5 separate regions of the Mus musculus genome follow, and regions 1, 2, 3 and 4 are each linked to region 5. Evidence: chromatin contacts called from public promoter capture Hi-C data. All regions are on one chromosome and are shown on one strand. Each heading gives the region's core, a stretch centred on a gene start, on an enhancer-like site or on the middle of the called end of the contact. The rest is flanking DNA. Distances are from core to core; before and after follow the strand shown. Region 1 overlaps Zfp654 (zinc finger protein 654). Region 2 overlaps Zfp654 (zinc finger protein 654). Region 3 holds the start of Epha3 (Eph receptor A3). Region 4 has its middle 28 kb from the start of 4930453N24Rik. Region 5 holds the start of Pros1 (protein S (alpha)).

Region 1 (4,000 bases), core at 807-3,306, 1.9 Mb after region 5:
GATTGCACTGAAAAAAAAAACAACCCATTAAAACGGGGATAAAATGTAACCAAAGGGAAAAGCCTACAGGTGAATCACTTGTAGAGAAAGAGCCAGGTTGCAAAAAAGCTGAAAATTAAATGATCTGTTAAGTTTACATAAAAATTTAAAACTAAGTTCCTGTTAACAAAGAGAGGCCAGAGCCTACGGGGAGGGGGAGGTGCTGCCTAGAAGTACACTCTAAGCACAGGAGACTCATGCCCCTGCTCTGCCTTCAACCTATGCCACAGTTTACCACACAGTAATAAGTTTCAAAACTGAACATTCACTTCCCTTTGTTTGGAAATTAGATTTGTGATTAGCAGATAAAGAAACAACAGGCGGAGAAAAGACATCAAACCTGTAACAGGAGCAGTTTGCATCAGGTTGTAGATACAGATGTACTCATAAAGTAAGTAGTAATTAATCAGCACTCTCTGACTTCTATATTTTATGTTAAATGATATTTCATTATATTGTAACAGTAATAAAGGAATTAAATTGATTTACTTTTATTTCCTGAGTTTGATGAACCAGCTTTAGATATACAATTTGTGTACCTGTTGGACTCTTCTTTCTGGTTCATTATACACTAAGAGTTTTAAAAATTGTTCAGGAAAGTTAAAATTTTGAAAAATAAACTAAGACTCAGTAAATAAATAAAATGAACTTGAATCCTTAACAAAAAAGATGATAATGAAGTTAGCAGTATCTGAATATATTTCAATATTGTCTGAATTGCAATTAAAGCACAAATGTCATTTTTTTCTGTGCTTAAAATAATACCGGAGGCAGACAGATATCGTAACATCTTATAAATACTGTTTAAGCATTTTGAAAGGCATTAAAATATTTGACTTATCAGATGAATTATCAACTAACAAATTCACACTGGCTATTACTTTACTTGTATTAAACTATCATGTTTTTATATCATTTGAACATTATATTTTTGACCTAAAAGTTAATTCTAAGTTTTGTTTGGTTGGTTTTTTAACTTATTGCTTAAGAGAAAAAAGGGGTTTATTTAATAAAGAACAAGATGGGAGAAACTGAAAAACAAGAATTTCAAATGAGGTGTCCCTGTTCCAAAGATTGGTTTCAATTTGCTGGACTTAATCAGTCCTCCCTTAGGCTCCCAAGTAACAGGAACTAGGAGTACATCACACCAAAGAAGTCACAATTGTACAGTTGTTTGTGTGTCTGTGTTTGTACATATATAGTTATTTCACACACACATAATTATTTCATCAAAGAAGACAACCATTATGTCCAACTGTTAGAATAAGTTATCTCCTAAATGGCCTTGAAGGGTGTCTCCAAATTAAAACAACTAAGTATAAAAATAAATCCTAGAGTGGGCAAGTTACTTAACCTCTCTGTGCTCTAACAGTTAATTTCGAGAGCCCACTTCATAAGATTGTTGTGAAGATTAAATAATAACAGTAAGTACTAGAAGGCTCTTGGGACAGTACTTTGCACATAGTAAGTGCTCACTAAAGGTGAGCTTTCGGTTCTTAGAATATTTTAACATTTTCAAAGAACGTGCACATGTGGTATGTATAAATAATATATTTTAGGGTACCTAGATGCCTGAGTATTAAAAAATGTGCATTTTCTTATCAGCATGCTGTAACATTTATTATTAAAGGGTACGTGGGGGTATCATATGTGTAAATACATATGAATTACAAGTTATATTGCCAATTATGCTGAGGTATTTAGAACTCGACTCAGTCTATGTTAGTGTATCCTATAAATTTTCTTTAAAAGGGTAGAAATTTAGTTTAAAAAGAAAACAGGGGGCTCTAAAGTCCCTAATTGAGACCATTGAAAGCTTCTCAGAGAAAGCTCTGACAACCTTTAACAACTACCAAACTCAAGAAAGTTTGGGAAGTGAGGATATCAACGTGTTGTGGCTAGCCCTGGGGCTAATTATATTTAATGTTAATTCTGTTCTCCTGTCTGTACCTGCGAATTAGGAAATGAGTCAGCACTTGGTGATTTCCTGTAAACCTGCTATGCACCTTAATTTGTAAAATAAAGGAGAGCTGATGATTCGGAAGGTAGAGCAGAAGGTGGGAAGAGATAAGGAAAAATGGGAAAAGGAGAGGAGGCAGAGAAGGAGGAAGAAGAAAAGCGGAGCAGAAGCACATGGCGTGGAGAAACGGCAAGTTCTAAGATGAATACATGCTGTGCACCTAGATTGGATGTGGAAGATGGTAGTGTAGTGGTAGATCTGCCCAATCTAGGTGCACAGCATGTATTCATATTAACTGAGTCATGTTTTCATTGCCGGGCATATTTGGGATGGAGATTTACTGCAACATGCACGTGAGGGTGTACTTCTTCTACCCTGGCTAGGATTACAATATATACTCTCCAACTGGTAGGATACATTTTAAACTATTTCTTTCTCATTTAATGTGTAACCCATCAGTATGATTATTCTGGTATGTCTGTGTGTGTTTCTTTTGTCAATATATTAGATTTTGGAGAGTACTACTAAGGAAAATAACTCTTATATAGGTAATGAAAACGAATCCTTTCAGTGTGGGCTACTTTTTAAAAAAACAGAATAAACGAGAATAATTAAGTATAAAAATAGTTGCTTTCTTTAGATAGTATTAATGGCTTTCGCATGATATTCAAACTAACACCCCCAAAGTTAGCCTAGAACCTCTTGCACTATAGAATTTCTCTCCTGAAGCATTAGGCATGTTTTTAGAATGTTTCTGAAACAATGCATGGATGGACATCAACACACTCCTCTACCTTCACTGCTTAGTACTGCTGCTTACTGAAGTGGGCTTATTATACTCCCTTTAGCTAATTCCTTTCAACACTGTGCCTTTGCCAAGGGTATGAAGCAAACAACTCTACTCACTTTTCTTTCAGAATCCATTGTAAAGTGGAATTAATGTTTTGTTCTAAAATTAGATTTTTTTCATTCCTAAACTGGTTGCCATTTTAAAGTCCACATCTGTCTATAAAGCTGTATTTCAGTATTTGGATCTTTTTACATCCACGTTTGACCCCTTCGTTAGCTCATCATAATTAGAAATTTAAGGCCCCGCCTACCTGGACCATTACTATTACATGTGACACATCCTTCTTTCCATCCCTGTCCGAGAAACACTTTAAATTCACCTTGTATTTTACCTGTGCCCTTTTCTCATGTCACTCTTCCTTCTACAAATTCCACGGTGTTATCCAAAACCATCCACTAAGTCAAGTAATTGATTGATTGGTTGATCAATTAATTAGTTAATTAATGTGTTGTCTTTGCACATTACCACTAATCAAGAAGTCTTTATTATCTACTTCAATCCACAACAGATTTAATGTCATTTCAGTATTAAAATCTATACCAATCCACTCTTAATTATCACATTAAGATGAGGATTTTGAATATTATTATTTTACTTTCTTTAGATAATTAGGAGTTTATTCTGGTCTGGGGAGATGACTCAGTGAGTCATACTACTTGCTATATAAACAGGAGGACCTTGGTTTGAATCCTAAGTACCAACACATAAAAATCAGACATGCCTGTTTCCACCTTGTTGAGGACAGAAACTCACTGGCCGGCATACACATCCTCACTCTAAGAAGTATATATACCACATACATAAACAACATACCACCAAATTTGAGGGAAAAAAATTACAGAAATCTTGAAATCAACAGATTTCAGGAAAACTCTTTGTATAATTGGTATAAAGAATTTTAAACTGAGCATCACAATTTCTGTATGTTTTAAATAAGCAATGAATTAATTCAGCTCTCAGACAATGTGTTATTCTTACTATTCTAACCCTAATATAATACAAAACCTGAAGTTTTAAGATATGTATGTAAGATTTACTTGAACACAGGTTCCCACATAAAGAAATACACACAAAATCCAATTTATCAGAATAAGCACATGCAGTCTGGAGAATAAGAGGTCATGCTGCCCCCTGTGCCACCTGCCACCAAC
Region 2 (4,087 bases), core at 763-3,262, 2.0 Mb after region 5:
GTTAAATTAATACTAATTTTCAGTACTGGGTATTGTGGTAAATCTCCAACCCCAATAAGCCTGTGCAAAAACACACAACTCAGTTATAAAATTTATAAGCTGCATGCCTAGATTGGGCAGACCCATCACTACACTAATCTATTCCCCAGCTATGAGACCCTTGCTTCTTGAGGCTTCTCCAGGCCATCTTCCTTCTACCTATTTATTCCTCCTAGTCTTTCTTCCTCTGTTCTTTCCTACTCTTCTCCGACTCTGAAAAACTTCCAGCCCCACCTTTCCCTCCCACTGCCCAATCACAGGCAGGCTCTAGCCTTTATTTGACCAGTTAAAATGGGGAGATGGTTCACAGGAAATCACCTGAGTGATCCACTCCTCCTCGGGGCAGCCCAGATAAACTGAATTTTATTTGGTGATTGCTTTGTTTTTTGAGACAGGGTTTTTCTGAGTAGCTTTGGCTGTCTTGGAACTCGCTCTGTAGACAAGGCTGGCCTCAAACTCAGAGATCTGTCTACCTCTGCTTCCTAACTAACTGTTAGGATTAAAGGTGTGAATCACCACTGAATTAAAATTTAAGAGAGATGAAACATGTTTATTCATAGTAAGAGAATTAAAAAAGAGTAAATAAGAAGGTATGCTAAATAAGATGGAAAAACTTGGACTTCCTTAAAAAGTACACTCCTAAAATCGGGGGTGGGGGAAGTATATATCATACCAGAAATGTTCTCAAAGATAGAATTAGGGAGGACCAAAGCACTAATTGCTACTCACTAGAAAGAGAATCTTTGGTGATTTCAAAGGTACCTGACTGAGGGAAAAACATAACTATAGGAGAGAAATATCAAAACTGAGCCAGAGGGAAATCCAACCATGATAGATAAAGTAGTCTTCTAAAAACTGATGAAAAATAATAAAAGAACGTAGGAAACCTCACCTTGAACACTGAGAAATTTATACAAAGTAGCAAAAAAGTTGTACACATCTGACAGGTAGCAAAAAAGAGATTATATTAAATTATCTGAAGTATTTCAAGTACATCTTGAGTACATATTTAATATAAATTGCAATTATTTGATCAGTATAGTGAAATAAATGAAAGGCCTAGGGAGAAGAAAAGCAATAATGAAGAGAAAGTAGGAGGTCTGCTTTTGGCCAATAACTTTTCCTTAACTGAGGAAGAGAAGAGTGGGAAATTTTGTTTGATACTAACAACATCTTGATTCAAAGTCCTTGACATTTTAGTCTCTTGGCATCAGAGGTGTGAGATAATGACAGAGCAAAAAGCAAAGAGAAAGGAATAGGAAGGCAGGAGGGCCAGTTCACAAGTAATCTAAAAAGTAAACAAACCCAACCTCAGTTATGTTTATTGATAGTAAAGCATTTGACACCCTACTACTGCTCACAGAAATGTGACAAAACAGGATGTTGATCATGCCAACAAAGTGAAACTATCTAGGGCATAGAAGGAGTAAAAGCAAAGCAAAGAGACTGAAAGGAATATAAACCAGATGAGGTACTCTTCAGCTGAAGAGATAGCTCAGCATACTGTTCTTGCAACCCAACTTCAGTTCCCAGGACCCGCATTAGGTAGCTCACAATCTGTAACTCCATTGCCAGGAGATTGGATATCTTCCTTTGGCTTCTACCAGTACTTGTACCCATCTGCTCACAGACTCGATTTTAAGGTAAATCTATTTGTTTGTTTGTTTGTTTGTTTGTTAAAGAAGCTTTCACTAGATTCCAAAAGATGTATTTTTTTTTTCAAAAACATCTAAACGAACTTCATTTCTTGGTTGTTATGTAAATGTTGTAAACATGGAAACAAAAGGGTGCTTTTATGATTTAATTCAGTAAGTTTAAAATGTCAGAAGAGCAGCAACAGCCCAGGTAACAGTGTGAAAAGTGTCTTAGCACAAGAGTGAAAATAAAAAGCAAGAACATAACCCTGGCCTGTGAAGGCTAGAGGACAGCAGCTGCAGTCGGGCTTCTTCAGACAGTGCGTGCTGTGCTACTGCACAGACTCCATGTGTGCTACTGCACAGACTCCATGTGTGCTACTGCACAGACTCCATGTGTGCTACTGCACAGACTCCATGTGTGCTACTGCACAGACTCCATGCTTACTGTAGCAAAAATACCAGAACCCCACAGAAGAAATATATGTTAGCAGTAGAGATATGTAGTACAAGTAGTATGCCCTACTTCTAATGCAAGAACCATCAATTAAGACCTCATGGTACCTGTGATTGCAAACCACTGATTTCATAAAATTTTAAAAGGAAAAATGCAAACTACTTTCAGGATGTAAAAATGTTTAGAGATAAAAACTATCTGCTCCCACCCCCACCCCCAAAATCAGTACAAACCACTTGATGGGGCTTTCTAGTAAGCTCTAGAAATGCAAGCTCTAGAGGAGAGAGAACTCAGTCAGCAGAAAGCCTGCTACACAAGCTTGAGGACTGAGTTCAGATCCCTAACACGTGAAAGCTAGACACGGCAGCGTAAGTATGTTGGCCTAGTGCATGACAAATGCATTTCCAGAGCTCTTTACCCAGCCAGCCTGAGCTCCAGGGCAGGAAAATCCTGTTTCAAAAATTAAGAACTGTGCATAATGGTGCATGACTTAATGATGCAGAGGCAGGCAGATCTCTGAGTTCTGAAGCCAGTCGGGTCTACAGAGAGAGTTCTAAGACAGCCAGAGCTAAATAGAGGGACCCTGTCCTTAAAAAAAAAAATTAAGGTGAAAAGCGATTGAGAAAGACATCTGAAGTTGACCTCTGGCCCCCACATGCATGTACACATAGAGGCAATAAATAAATAAACACTGTGTATTCGAATAATTGATAATAATGAGTCATAAAGCTGAAAACAAATTTACTTCATTTTTTATATGTTATGATTTGTATATAAAGTGTCTCCAAAATCCCGTGTTAAAATCATGGATGTTTTGACCTAAAAAGTGGATTAATCCACAAATAGTTTCATAATCTAATAGCATTATTGGAGGTGATCACATTTTTCAGAGGTGAGACCTAGATGGAGACATGTTAATGATTGTATCTGGTCACTGACTCCTCCCACCTGTTCTGCTTCCTGGCTATCATGAATTGAGCAGCTCTTTTCTACCAATCTTGATTCATCTCATGCCCAAAGCAATACAAACCACCCAACCATGCTCTAAAATCTCTGGTAAAAGGAGACAAATCAATTGAACAAATTGACACACTATTAATCAGTAGATTAAATTTGATAAATTTAAACATCTATACTAGGGCTATTTAAATTAAAACCTAAAAGAAAATTTTTAACTTGAAAACTGATCATAGTGAACAGTGATAAACTTAGTAGAAGAACTCAATGAATGCAGGCTCTCGGTTTGATCCTTCTTACCACAAAGGGGCAAAGGCAACAACGAAAGGAAAATGCAGCAAACTTTAATAGGCATGTGTTAACTCCACAGAGCCTCTACTAAGATTTTCAACTGAAGCACTACTGATGAAAAGAAGCAAGCTCTGTATCTCAATAAACTCACCAGCTACTTTAACATTCGTTCTTCTCACACCAGAAAAAATATCTTCAAATGAATAAATATGTATATTATACTACAGCTACATGATACATTAGAGCTAGATGATCAGCAATTTGTTTGTCCTTTTTTAAAAGAATATACTAATAGTTGAAACAGAAACATATTAACTATTTGAGCCAGCAGATCCTGCTGCTCATTAGATATCCTAGCTGTTTCTTTTACTGTCTAGAAACAGCATAACTCCACATATCCAGATTAGAACCTGATGTAACTTCAAGGAATTAGTTGGGGCATTTTCTCCTCATTCACAAAATGTTAAATACTTTTATTATGCTAACATTTCTAGTAACTTTCCTCTCACCTCACTCCATGCTCATAATCACTAGTCTGTAGGGCCTTTAGTCATTCATTTTCTAGCTACTCAACAATGGCATCCTTTTCTAGGTAGGCTTTCACACATTACCTTCCCTTATTTATCTTAAAACATTTAAGATTCACAAACATACAGCTTTGCTTTAATCTCTGTACATACTGCTCTGTAAAATTCAAACTCCTAAGTTA
Region 3 (3,790 bases), core at 357-2,856, 1.0 Mb after region 5:
TCATGATGAAAAGAAAAACAAACAAACAAACAAACAAAAAACCACTACTTCTCTACTGAAAAGCAAACAAAAAATAATAAAACCAGTCAGACTGATAAAGGCAGCCAAGGCACTAAGGAAAGAAAATTAAACTGTCCCATTAGCGTGAAAGTGGGTCACCAAACATGGGAAGCGGTCTTTGTGCTAATGGGTTTACATACATTTTTCTTTCACATGGGCATAAGCATAATGTCTACAACATTGGCTCTACAAAACGTTTTTAAGTGAGTGTTGTACAGCTACTGTGCTCCCTGCACTTCAGCTGTCCTCTATTGTTAACTTGCTCGATACAATTCTCAATGTTCAAAATCATTAAGAGGAAATTAAAGTTGTAAGTGTTGCTGCAAGGCAATCAATTATTCAGAGAAGTTGTCTTAAGAGTTTGTATTCACAAATCATTAAAACTAGATAATGAAAAGTCTGAAAAAAATATCATGAGTCTGCTCAGTATCCACGAAAACAAATATTCTCAATATTAGGTTTACACTTTGATCCATTGAGAATGCAAGGATGCCCGTTACACTGACAATAATTAATCCAGCATCAAGGAAATGCCGTTAGCTTTCCATGAGTGTTCTTTCTAATTTGCTAGTCTGTTATTTACTGTATCTACCCAGGAGCTAATTATCAATCAATCATTAAATGCATCCTTCTATGTGTATGAAAGGCCTTTTTACAAAAGAACCCAACTTAAGCTCACTGTATATCCCTTGAACCATCACTGCTGTTAATAATGTGGCATGCATATGCTACCCATGAGAACCTGTATCGCTGAGCACAGCATCGCCCGGCGGGATCCACAGCACTTCAATAAGGCGGTTGTAACATAAACACATGCACACACGCGCGCACTCAAACACCTCGGGTCCAACGAGCCCCCTTCTCTCCAGTCCATTCATAAGTGCCAAAGGGTGTAAGCAGGAGCAACCTGTCATTATCTTTAAAACACACCGCGGGGATCTCAAGAGAGGCTAGCCTTTTCTTTGAAACTTCTCAAAGAACCACATGGTCATAATTAGAAAATAAAATACTGCCTTGGCTATTTGGCAATTAACAGTCTGGGTTGTTAAAAAAAGAAAAAAAGAAAAAAAGAAACCGAAGGTTTTCTTTCTTTCTGGTTCAAATTGGTAAATGTGGTAATCACTTGAATCGCTCGCTATCAGATTAAAAACAGATTTATTATTATTTTTAAAGGTTTCTACAATCCCAAGACATCCCCCAAAAGTGTTTTGGGATTGCTACTGGGCAAACAATCTTTTCGCTGCCACTGCTTTCTGGGCATCTCAGGGAACAGCGCCGTCCGGGGGCTGTGGGCTCCGCTCCGGCGGGAGCGGCGCGGTTACCTGGCTTACCTTCGTTGGAAGGCTGTGGGCTCAGTTCTCCGGAGCAGCTGAGGACGCAGCAGCCGAGCAGGACGAGGATGGAGAGGTGACAATCCATGTTGCTGGTGCACCGGGCAGTGAGAGGAGCATATCTCCGCGAAGCATACCACTGATGTGAGGGGGAGCGCTCTGATTGCTGGAGAAGTTACCATGCTCCGCTCGCAGTCTGATGTCAAGTTTGACACTGGAGATAAGGAGGAGTCTGGCTGCCTTTCTGCGAACCCCGCTCGGGGACTTCTCTGGGTCCTAGTGCCGTCGCCAGCGGGCGCTGAAGAAGAGCAGGGCAGCCCCATGGCTGGCAGCCAGCTCCGTTCCACGGAGCTGCGGAAGAACGCAGAGGGGTGGAGGTCGAGAGTGTTGCTGGTGGGGTAGGAAAGCCAGAAGATGTGCTGGGACAGCGACAGCGACGGAGAGTCTTGGGAGCCATTCCGTTTTCACGGGAAGGCAGCTATTTGTTTGCTATACTTGATCAGTTGCCTATTTCTGAAAGATCCCTATTAGAGGTACTGTGAGTTGAAACTAATGTTCAAAAAAGTAGTATTGTTTTTAAAAGTGGAAGACGTTCATTCAATTATTGTAGAACGACAAAGACCATTGCAATTAATCCGTTTACTGTGTTCTGTGTGTTCACAGTCCTCTTAGTGATTCAACAAGATAAAAGTAGACTGCTCAGTCTACCACATGGTATTGGGGCTGTTAAAGGCATTTGATACAGCAATCTCAGCTGAAACAGAGAGGTCACAGTCAGGTTCTGAACACTGGCAAATAGCCGTTGCCCTCCCAGGACAGGAACAATCCTAGCCAAAGCCATAGCTTCAGACTACCACTCATTCCATCGGATGGTTGCTGGATTTGCAATATAAATCGAAAGTCCTGAACAAGGAATGCTCCTGCCTACAACTAGCTAGCACTAGAACTTTCCTGTTTTGTGAGACTCGGAGATTAACTCATAGCTCCCTGTTCTGCCTTCCAGCTGCCACTAATCTGGGACTATTTGAAGGCTGCTCTTTTAACGCTGAAAAATCCAGTATTTCCTAGAGAACAATGTCCTTGGACTTGCTAAATTACTTTGCATGATGGTTACAAACGGTCTCATGCTGAACAACCTCACTGCAACCTACTTCAGCCATGTAATTTATCCAATTTCTACTTTAAGATCTCTTTTGAATTATCTTTGAAATAGGTCCCAGAAAATGATTCCTCACCAACCCTCTCAACCACCCATCCATCTCAGCCTATCCTGAAAAGGAGCAAGATGACTTCCTTACACGGCTTCAAAACGGAAAATTAGGTTGACAACGTTAACGCCAGTGATCAGTGTTAGAGCCCTGAGAAGGGAGACGGAGTAGGTTTTTAAGGGTCCTGATAATAAGATGTGTATTTCACAAGCACTCCACTTTCTATGACCCTGGAATTTAGGCTAATGGCTTCTGATACTCTTTGTTGACTGTTTGGTAAAGATGGGTTGGGTTGAAGAAGCCAGATGGAAGAGACTGATTCTGTTCACACTTCCTCGAGAGACTTGTCTCCCTAACTCCTTCTCACATTAGGCCACCAGAGGCTGTAGAGCCCACCAGTGCTAAATCTGACTCCATTGAAAATAAGGTTTGTTGACCAGAAAATGGAGAGAGTGGGGATTGCCTCATAATGTTTGCAGTTCCACAACAGTTACATTGCTTCATAGCTGGATATGATTTTTTTTTTTTACTGAGAGTTTGAAAGAAATGACATTTATTTCAGATTGCAATTTAAAAGCATTTGGAAAGGTCATGATGGTATGCTGGTCTTTATGAACGTATTACTTCCTTTCCTCTCACTATCCCATTATTTCTCTTTCACATCTAACATCTAACAACCACCTGGGATGGTGAAAAGGTTGTTCATGTTTGAACAATGTTACAAGTATGCAGAAATGGAGTTTAAAGCAATGCCTGAGCTAGGCACACTATGTAAGCTATCTAGGATGTCTCAGTTGTAGACTCCTTAATCCAAAAAGACAGCAGAAAAAGAGAGGTCCCAAAGCTGAGAGTGTAGCCCAGTTGGTAGAGTGCTTGCATGAGGACCTGAGTTCTACACCCAGTATTACATAGGCAGGGTGTGTAACACAGCGTTTGGAGGATGGAGGAAGAAAAACTTCTCATTACACACTGAATTATATGACATCCTGGGCTACATGAAATCCTGCCTCTAAAATAAAAAGAAGGAATGAATAAGTAAAAGGAAGGAAAGAAAGAAAAAGAAAGGAAGAAGGGAAGGAGGGACGGAAGAGGGGGGGAAGGAAGGAAGGAAGGAAGGAAGGAAGGAAGGAAGGAAGGAAGAAAAAAGAAGTTGCAAAGATTTATAATCTCAGGATTATTTTAGATAGATGT
Region 4 (3,596 bases), core at 655-3,154, 1.9 Mb after region 5:
CTTACAACAGTTAACAGCCAGGGAAATTTAACCTGTGGATCACAGTTCAGGAAGATCTGGAAAGAAGTTTAAATACTGACTGGGTAAGAGGGCTGGCAGGGTGGCGCATTGGGAAAGGCACTTGCAGCAACATATGGTGACCTGGATTTGATCCCTGAGACACACACACATGTGAATGGATGGATGGATGGATGGATGGTTGGATGAATGAATGAATGAATGAGCAAAAGAAAGAAAGAGAGAGAAAGAAGGAAGTAAGGGGGAGGGAGGGAAGAAGGAAGGACAGAAGGAAGAAGGAAGGAAGGAAGGAAGGAAGGAAGGAAGGAAGGAAGGGAGGGAGGGAGGGAGGGAGGGAGGGAGGGAGGGAGGGAGGGAAAGAAGGAAGGAAGGAAAGAAAGAAAGAAAGAAAGAAAGGAAGGAAGGAAGGGAAAGAAGGAAAGAAGAAGAGAGGGAAGAAGGAAGGAAGGAAAGAAAAGAAAGAAAGAAACAAAGAAAGGAAGGAAGGAAGGAAGGAAGGAAGAAAGAAAGAAAGAAAGAAAGAAAGAAAGGAAGGAAGGAAGGAAGGAAGGAAGGAAGGAAGACTGTATAAGAATATATCATTAGGAAAAAATGATGGTCAGAAAAGACGTCACAGTGGAAGAACTTTTTAAGCTAAGGCTTGAATGGTGGAGAAGAAGAACATGAACACAACTAGGAACTCTCCCCCAACTCACTTACTACTTGACTCTTACAGCAGCGCTGTGCCACAGATAGGACCATAGCAGGATCCATTTGGAAGGTGAGACTGAACAAGAAGAGAAGTGCCCCAAAGATACTAGAAAACATTCCTTAGAATATGACATTTAAGCTTGAGAGCCATCTGAAACCTTCAAAAGGTTTCAGTTAAAGGAATGCCCTATTGCTGGCAATGATTCAGAATCCAACAACAGGAAGAATTGACTCTTAAGAAAAGGAAAGGCTAGAACGAAGACCAAAGTATGGACACTTTGCCCCTTCTTGGAATTGGGAACAAAACACCCATGGAAGGAGTTACAGAGACAAAGTTTGGAGCTGAGACAAAGGGATGGACCATCTAGAGACTGCCACATCTGGGGATCCATCCCTTAATCAGCCTCCAAACGCTGACACCATTGCATACACAAGCAAGATTTTGCTGTAAGGACCCAGATATAGCTGTCTCTTGTGAGACTATGCCGGGGCCTAGCAAACACAGAAGTGGATGCTCACAGTCAGCTATTGGATGGATCATAGGACCCCCAATGAAGGCGCTAGAGAAAGTAACCAAGGAGCTAAAGGGATCTGCAATCCTATAGGTGGAACAACAATATGAACTAACCAGTACCCGGGAGCTCTTGTCTTTAGCTGCATATGTATCAAAAGATGGCCTAGTCAGCCATCACTGCAAAGAGAGGCCCATTGGACTTGCAAACTTTATATGCCCCAGTACAGGGGAACACCAGGGCCAAGAAGTGGAAATGGGTGGGAAGGGGAGTGGGTGGGAGGGTATGGGGGACTTTTGGGATAGCATTGGAAATGTAATTGAGGAAAATACCTAATAAAAATTTTAAAAAAAGAAAGAAAGAAACAAAGGAAAAGGAAAGGCTGGTGGGATAGCTCGGCAATTAAAGCCACGTCATGCCAAGCAGCCAGCCCCACCCCAGGTCCTTCAGTAAAGGAGAAAACCAACTCCCACCACCATCTCTGACCACCACATGTATGTAGCCCAGGCATGTGTGTACACAGAAACAGTTTGTTTTGCTTGTTTGTGTGTTTTTCCTTTTTGATTATATATTCCATACATCCTGACTACAGTTTCCTCTCCTCTTTTCCCAGTCTCTCCTTTGCCTACCTCCCATCCATCCCTGCTCCATTTCCCTTCAGAAAAGGGCAGGCCTCCCACAGATATCAACCAAACGTGACATATCAAGTTGACAGAAATAGATTTTTAAGGAAGATCAAGAAGCCTCAGGGAAAAATCAGACCCTCACTCTATATGTAGATAGATATAGATATATCTGTTCCCCTTCCTCTTTCTGTCTGCCTCTCTGAGCATGCACAGATAAAGGGTCAAGTGAGGACATTTGAGCTATCCATCTGAGAGCCGGGACATAAGTTTCCTCCGAGCTAGCCCTGTCCGTTCTGTGATCTCGGGATTCCAGACACCAGAGATACAGAAAGTACTGCCGTTGTTTAATAGACTCCATCTGTGGGGTTTTTACCATGGCATACCAAGAAAACTAAGGCTTTGAGCACTCCAGAGCATCTGGGGATGAGACTGCCCTTTCGTTGAGCACTCCAGAGCATCTGTGGATGAGACTGCCCTTTCTACTGGGATGCAGTTTGTCTTAGAGAATGTCTGCATCAACCCACGAGAATTCGCATTAAAGCAATTTGTTAAAAAAGGAACACAATTATTTCTTAGTGTCAACTGCCTGCCTGAAAAAGTACAGAATCTGTTGAAGGAATATAACAAAATCTATCACTCAACAATAAAAAAAATCGCAATATTTAACGTGATAAAAAAATTAATGAACATTTCAAAACCGAAAAATATAAATTTTAACCCCCAAATCAGTCAATCAATATAAATGAGAGAACTGAGTGATGAGGGTGGGTTAATAGACAAAAACTTCAAAGCATTATCAAAATAGAAATAGGTTAAGAATATTAAATAAAATATAAAATATGACATGAAATATATAAAAACATGAATAAGACCTTTGGAAATGTAAAGTACATGACCTGTATCCAAAAATTCACTGGGTAAAATAGACTAAAGTCTTGATAAGGAAAAATAAAAAGTAAACTTGAAAATATTGCGATAAAAGCCACCCAAAATAAAACTCAGAGGAAATAATGCTGAAAAAGAAAAAAAATGTAGTCCCCGTGTCCTGTGGGAAAAGATCAAGCAGCCTAGAGGACATGTTATTGGTTATGTTGTGGATAAAACAAAAAACGAAGAGAGAGTATGGAGTAAAAGTAATTGGAGAAATAACAGCAAGCATTTTCCAAATTCGATAAAAGCAATAAATTCAAGCTGCTTAACAAAGGAAAGAAAGAAGGAAACAAGGAAAGCGAGGCAGGAGGAAGGAGAAGGGAGGAGTAGGAGAGATCATCACTGGTCACTCGCCATAAAACTGTTCAGGCCATGATATGTGGTAACTGCCCATGGTGCTGGAAGACAGCATCACTCCCCCAGGAGTTGGGGTGGCAGGTAGTGGTGATGTCTGACATAGGTGCTGGGATCTGAACTCAGGTCCTCTGCAAGAACCGTGCATTCTCTTAACCACTGCCCTCTCTCTCCAGCCTCCACTGCACTGATTTATCAAACCTTTCTCCCATCTCTTCTAAGAGATGATCGCCAATCGAGTCAATTGTAGGAAGCATCCCTGTGCCCACAAGTCCACATCTCTCAGAACTCACTCTGTGCCCTTCTCTTTCCTCTTTAGGATTCAGGTCTGTTTCTGATGAATATAAATGTAGTTACTTAAGTTTTACAATACACAAATTCATACAATACACAATTTCACTGTTTCATAAATTCCTTCAATACATAAACTCACACAATACATAGATTCATTGTTGAAGAATGTTGC
Region 5 (3,614 bases), core at 1,103-3,602:
ATTTATACTGGAAGAAAGAGGCTATACTGGTTGCTTAGCTTACAGTTATTGGTTACTTGGCTACTAAGGAGAGAGACAGGACAAACAGGCACACACAGATTGGTGTGTGGGGGGAGGCAACAACACACCCTCAGTGACCTTTCATTGGGTCCCAAGTCCTGGTGTTTTTACGACAGGCTGGTGACAAAGCCCTTAACACAGGAACCTTTCAGAAGCAGCTAAGATTGGAGCTTCAGGAGCTGGAAAGAGGTTTGGGGTTTGAGTAGTTGTTCTTCCAGAGGACCTGAGTTTGGTTCCCAGTACTCACACTGTGGCTCAAAACACATCTGGAACTCCTGTTCCAGGGGACCTCAACTGGCTTCTTTGTGGTGGTACATCCGCCTTCACATACCCACAGGTAAAGCTCACATGCATTAAAATAAGTAAATGTTTTTAAAGTAATTTTTAAAAAATCCAAGCTACAACAGAAATTTATACTTATAGCATTTCTTTTTAGTTAGTACAATTCCTTTTCTTTTGATTTATTTATTTATTATATGTAAGTATGCTGTAGCTGACTTCAGACACTCCAGAAAAGGGAGTCAGATCACGTTAGGGATGGTTGTGAGCCACCATATGGTTGCTGGGATTTGAACTCATGACCTTTGGAAGAGCAGTCAGTGTTCTTACCTGCTGAGCCATCTCACCAGCCCAGTTAGTATGATTCCTACCATACTAGAAAGAACAAACCCAGAACAATTGTTGTTGCCAGAGAGACAATAAGGCAAGCAACCCCTTTTGACCATGCAGTTCTACTCATTGTCTCTTCCTGACTTTTCTTCTCCCCGCATTCAACTCCTTGGCTGTAAGCCTCAAAGTCCTTTTCCTCAACTTAAGTTGCCATATGTCTCAGTCATCTGGCCACCTCATTGGATCTCATGAATTTGTGAAATTCTCCTGTATATGTATGTGATTGAATATTATTTTCTCCTCTTTTTTTAAAATTATTTATTTTTATTTACATGAGTACACTGTAGCTGTCTTCAGACACATACCAGAAGAGGGCATCAGATCTCATTACAGACAGTTGTGAGCCAACCTGTGGTTGCTGGGAATTGAATTCAAGACCCCTGGAGGAGCAAGCAGGCAGCACAAGCAGCCAGTGCTCTTAACAGCTGAGTGAACTCTCCAGCCCCATTTTGTCCTCTTAGTCTATCATACATTAATTTAGCATGGCATAGAGCATAGACGGGTATAGTACAAAAGTTTTCCTTCCTCCTCCTCAATGAATGGAAATTTCCCAAAACATTTTATCAGAAAAAATATTGACTCCCATCTTAGTCATCTTGCATCCCCACTGGATCACTAAATAACAAAGGAAAGAGAGAGAGAGAAAGAGAGAGAGAGAGAGAGGAAAAATGACCCTTAAAATATGATTCTGCCTAGTAAGTTTCGTTCACACACATTCAAAAAAATCAATCTATGTTTTAATTGGACAAAAAAGGATTAATATACTCTATGTGCGTTGAGTTCTACTAGTTGGCATGGACTTAATGTTTCATATCGATAGCATCTATAGAGTCTCATGTCAACACGATGAAAACCTCTTATCTCTGTTACAGATGATATGACTAGGACTTAAAAGTGTAAGCTCTTTTCTTAAAGTTATAAAACAGTGTTAAGAGCAAGTTCTATGTTTTCAACCCAGGCAGTTTAGTTTCAAGTAGCAGGGAAAGCCTGATTTACACGTGTATGCCTGACAAAAACCAAAAGGGTAATGCTAACACCAAAACAAGCTGTTCTGAGGAAATACTCTGTGGGTGATCAAACCTTTCGATTTTCTTTCCTCCCACTACTTTGGTTTTGAGTACCCTTCTTCCTAAAGTCCAAGTTGGCTTCAGTTTAAGTTGACATCCTGACTGGCTGGCAGTCTCTGGAGTTGGAAAGAAATGGGGTGGGGTGGGGAGAAGGGAAGCTGGGTGGAGGAGGAATGGGGAAGGGATGCTAGAGAAGGTAGGAGCAGGGGAGGAGAGAGAGAGAGAGACAGAGACAGAGAGAGAGAGAGAGAGAGAGAGAGACAGAGACAGAGACAGAGAGACAGAGAGACAGAGAGACAGAGAGAGAGAGATACTTCACCCTTTGAAAACAACTTTCTAAAGAAACGAAGTAAAAGCAGGGCTGGGGACAGTGACAAAGGACCTCTCTGATAAGCTTCCCTCGGCCTCCGACCTCCTTCCCGCGGCCCTCCCCACCCCACCCCCGCCCCCCAGCTGCGAAGAGCTTCCAGGAAATGTCCCAGTCACCGCTTCCCCTCCCGGGCTGGGGGCTGGGAGCGGGCGGTCCCCTCCGCCCCTGGCTGCTCCGCCCGCCCGCGCTCGGGCTGGGCCGCGGCAGAGCTGGGAGAGCAGAGCCCGGGCTCGCAGCTTCCCTCGGCCGCCCTAGCGCAGGCACGGTCCCCGCTGCGCCAGCCCTGACCCCCGGCCATCCTCTCAGCAATGAGGGTCCTGAGCGCACGCTTTCGGGTGCTACTGGCCTGCCTCGCCCTGGTGATCCCTGTCTCAGAGACAAACTGTAAGTAATCCATATCTTCAGGCTTCTCTGGTCCCTACATGCCCTGGCTGGTAGGATTGTCTCCTGGACAGCTTGTTGCTTCCTAAATTTCCAGTAAGTCCCCCAGCGTCTCAGAGAGTGGCGGCAGCCTGGATCTGGCGGACTGAGTAAACGTGGGACGAGATCAAAGCTTGCCTTGCTTTGGGAGTCATTGTCCACAGGATTGATGCAAGAAGCTGGGTGATACCAAGTGTCATAGGAATTGGATGAGCATAGTTCTAAACATTGGTAGGAAAACTAAGTCAACCCTCGGTGCCCTCCGATCCCAGCCTGCACCCTCTCTTACAGTTAACCTTCCTTTTGCAATTTCTGGACTTTGTACTTGATTGGCTCGTCTCACATTGACAAACTGTTTGAGGATCACTGCGAGTTTACTTATCATTCCCTAACCTTGGCGTAAGAAGTTGCTGTTGGATATTATCTTGGAGCGAGGATCGTTTTGTACTGAGGATTTTGATTGCTACTGATCTGCGGTGGTGGCACGGATTCTTTGCACCTTATTGTCGTGTTTCTTGATTTTTTTCCCCCTTCTTCCATTCCCAGATTCCAGGGAGCATATTGAGTTTTCTCTTAGGGATATATAAAGAGCAACACAGGTTTGGTACGTTGTAACTGTCAACAAAATTGTTTTCAAAACTTTAAATGTGTTCATAATTAACAGTGCTTTCTTCTGCTCTGTTGGATTCCCAGAAACAGGCATGGGAGAAATAACTGCATAACATTTAGGCGACTAAGAGTATCAAAGAAATCTTTCAAGGATGGTTAATTAAATAGGCGTTTGCTAGAATTTCAATTTTTTATTAAGTAATAAGAAGATGCAGGTATTCTTAAAATTATAACTAACTTAAAGACCAGACTATAACTGATTTGTTTTATATTGAAGATAAACAAGTTACAATTACAAAACTTCAACGGCCAAGCCCCCATAACAAAGCCGCATGTGACTGTATGCTTGCACATGATCTATCTTGTACATTAGGACAATCAAATGTTTTCCGACAGCAGCAGGGCGGTGGCCGGCACGT

Evidence for each region. Promoter capture Hi-C pulls out the DNA fragments that hold promoters and counts their contacts.
Region 1: a promoter capture Hi-C map of embryonic stem cells shows a contact between it and region 5. The contact joins the enhancer-like site here to the promoter of Pros1 in region 5. A contact is called at or near these places in 7 of 39 promoter capture datasets (3T3-L1-derived adipocytes, the C10 cell line, the HPC-7 cell line and 3 more) and 4 of 115 datasets of contacts at active chromatin or transcription factors (embryonic stem cells, large pre-B cells and stem cell-derived neural progenitor cells).
Region 2: a promoter capture Hi-C map of liver shows a contact between it and region 5, with 5 times the contacts expected there. The contact joins the enhancer-like site here to the promoter of Pros1 in region 5. A contact is called at or near these places in 13 of 39 promoter capture datasets (the 3T3-L1 cell line, the C10 cell line, the HPC-7 cell line and 7 more), 1 of 115 datasets of contacts at active chromatin or transcription factors (trophoblast stem cells) and 1 of 9 other capture datasets (adipose tissue).
Region 3: a contact with region 5 is called in a promoter capture Hi-C map of hippocampal neurons, with 8 times the contacts expected there. The contact joins the promoter of Epha3 here to the promoter of Pros1 in region 5. A contact is called at or near these places in 6 of 39 promoter capture datasets (cranial neural crest, embryonic stem cells, frontonasal cranial neural crest and 3 more), 1 of 484 Hi-C or Micro-C datasets (embryonic stem cells) and 5 of 115 datasets of contacts at active chromatin or transcription factors (astrocytes, embryonic forebrain, embryonic stem cells and 2 more).
Region 4: a contact with region 5 is called in a promoter capture Hi-C map of cranial neural crest. The contact joins the enhancer-like site here to the promoter of Pros1 in region 5. A contact is called at or near these places in 15 of 39 promoter capture datasets (the 3T3-L1 cell line, 3T3-L1-derived adipocytes, the HPC-7 cell line and 9 more), 1 of 484 Hi-C or Micro-C datasets (neural progenitor cells) and 5 of 115 datasets of contacts at active chromatin or transcription factors (astrocytes, embryonic forebrain, embryonic stem cells and 2 more).

What each region holds. Positions count from the first base shown.
Region 1 is chr16:64,794,760-64,798,759 of GRCm38.p6, forward strand. All of the region lies in intron 3 of Zfp654 (zinc finger protein 654), which reads right to left. Among named protein-coding and RNA genes, the nearest start is that of 4930453N24Rik, 26 kb to the left of the region's middle. Within about 2 kb of position 2,057, at least 9 of the 459 cell types and tissues checked have an H3K27ac peak or open chromatin away from gene starts, as enhancers often do. A contact at or near this core is called in embryonic stem cells, where this site is marked.
Region 2 is chr16:64,834,914-64,839,000 of GRCm38.p6, forward strand. All of the region lies in intron 1 of Zfp654 (zinc finger protein 654), which reads right to left. Among named protein-coding and RNA genes, the nearest start is that of Zfp654, 15 kb to the right of the region's middle. Within about 2 kb of position 2,013, at least 49 of the 459 cell types and tissues checked have an H3K27ac peak or open chromatin away from gene starts, as enhancers often do. A contact at or near this core is called in liver, where this site is marked.
Region 3 is chr16:63,862,569-63,866,358 of GRCm38.p6, forward strand. Epha3 (Eph receptor A3) reads right to left here and starts at 1,607. Exons shown (of 17, transcript NM_010140.4): 1 at 1,392-1,607. The coding sequence starts at 1,479.
Region 4 is chr16:64,741,352-64,744,947 of GRCm38.p6, forward strand. No RefSeq gene overlaps it. Among named protein-coding and RNA genes, the nearest start is that of 4930453N24Rik, 28 kb to the right of the region's middle. Within about 2 kb of position 1,905, at least 1 of the 459 cell types and tissues checked has an H3K27ac peak or open chromatin away from gene starts, as enhancers often do.
Region 5 is chr16:62,851,955-62,855,568 of GRCm38.p6, forward strand. Pros1 (protein S (alpha)) reads left to right here and starts at 2,353. Exons shown (of 15, transcript NM_011173.3): 1 at 2,353-2,550. The coding sequence starts at 2,475.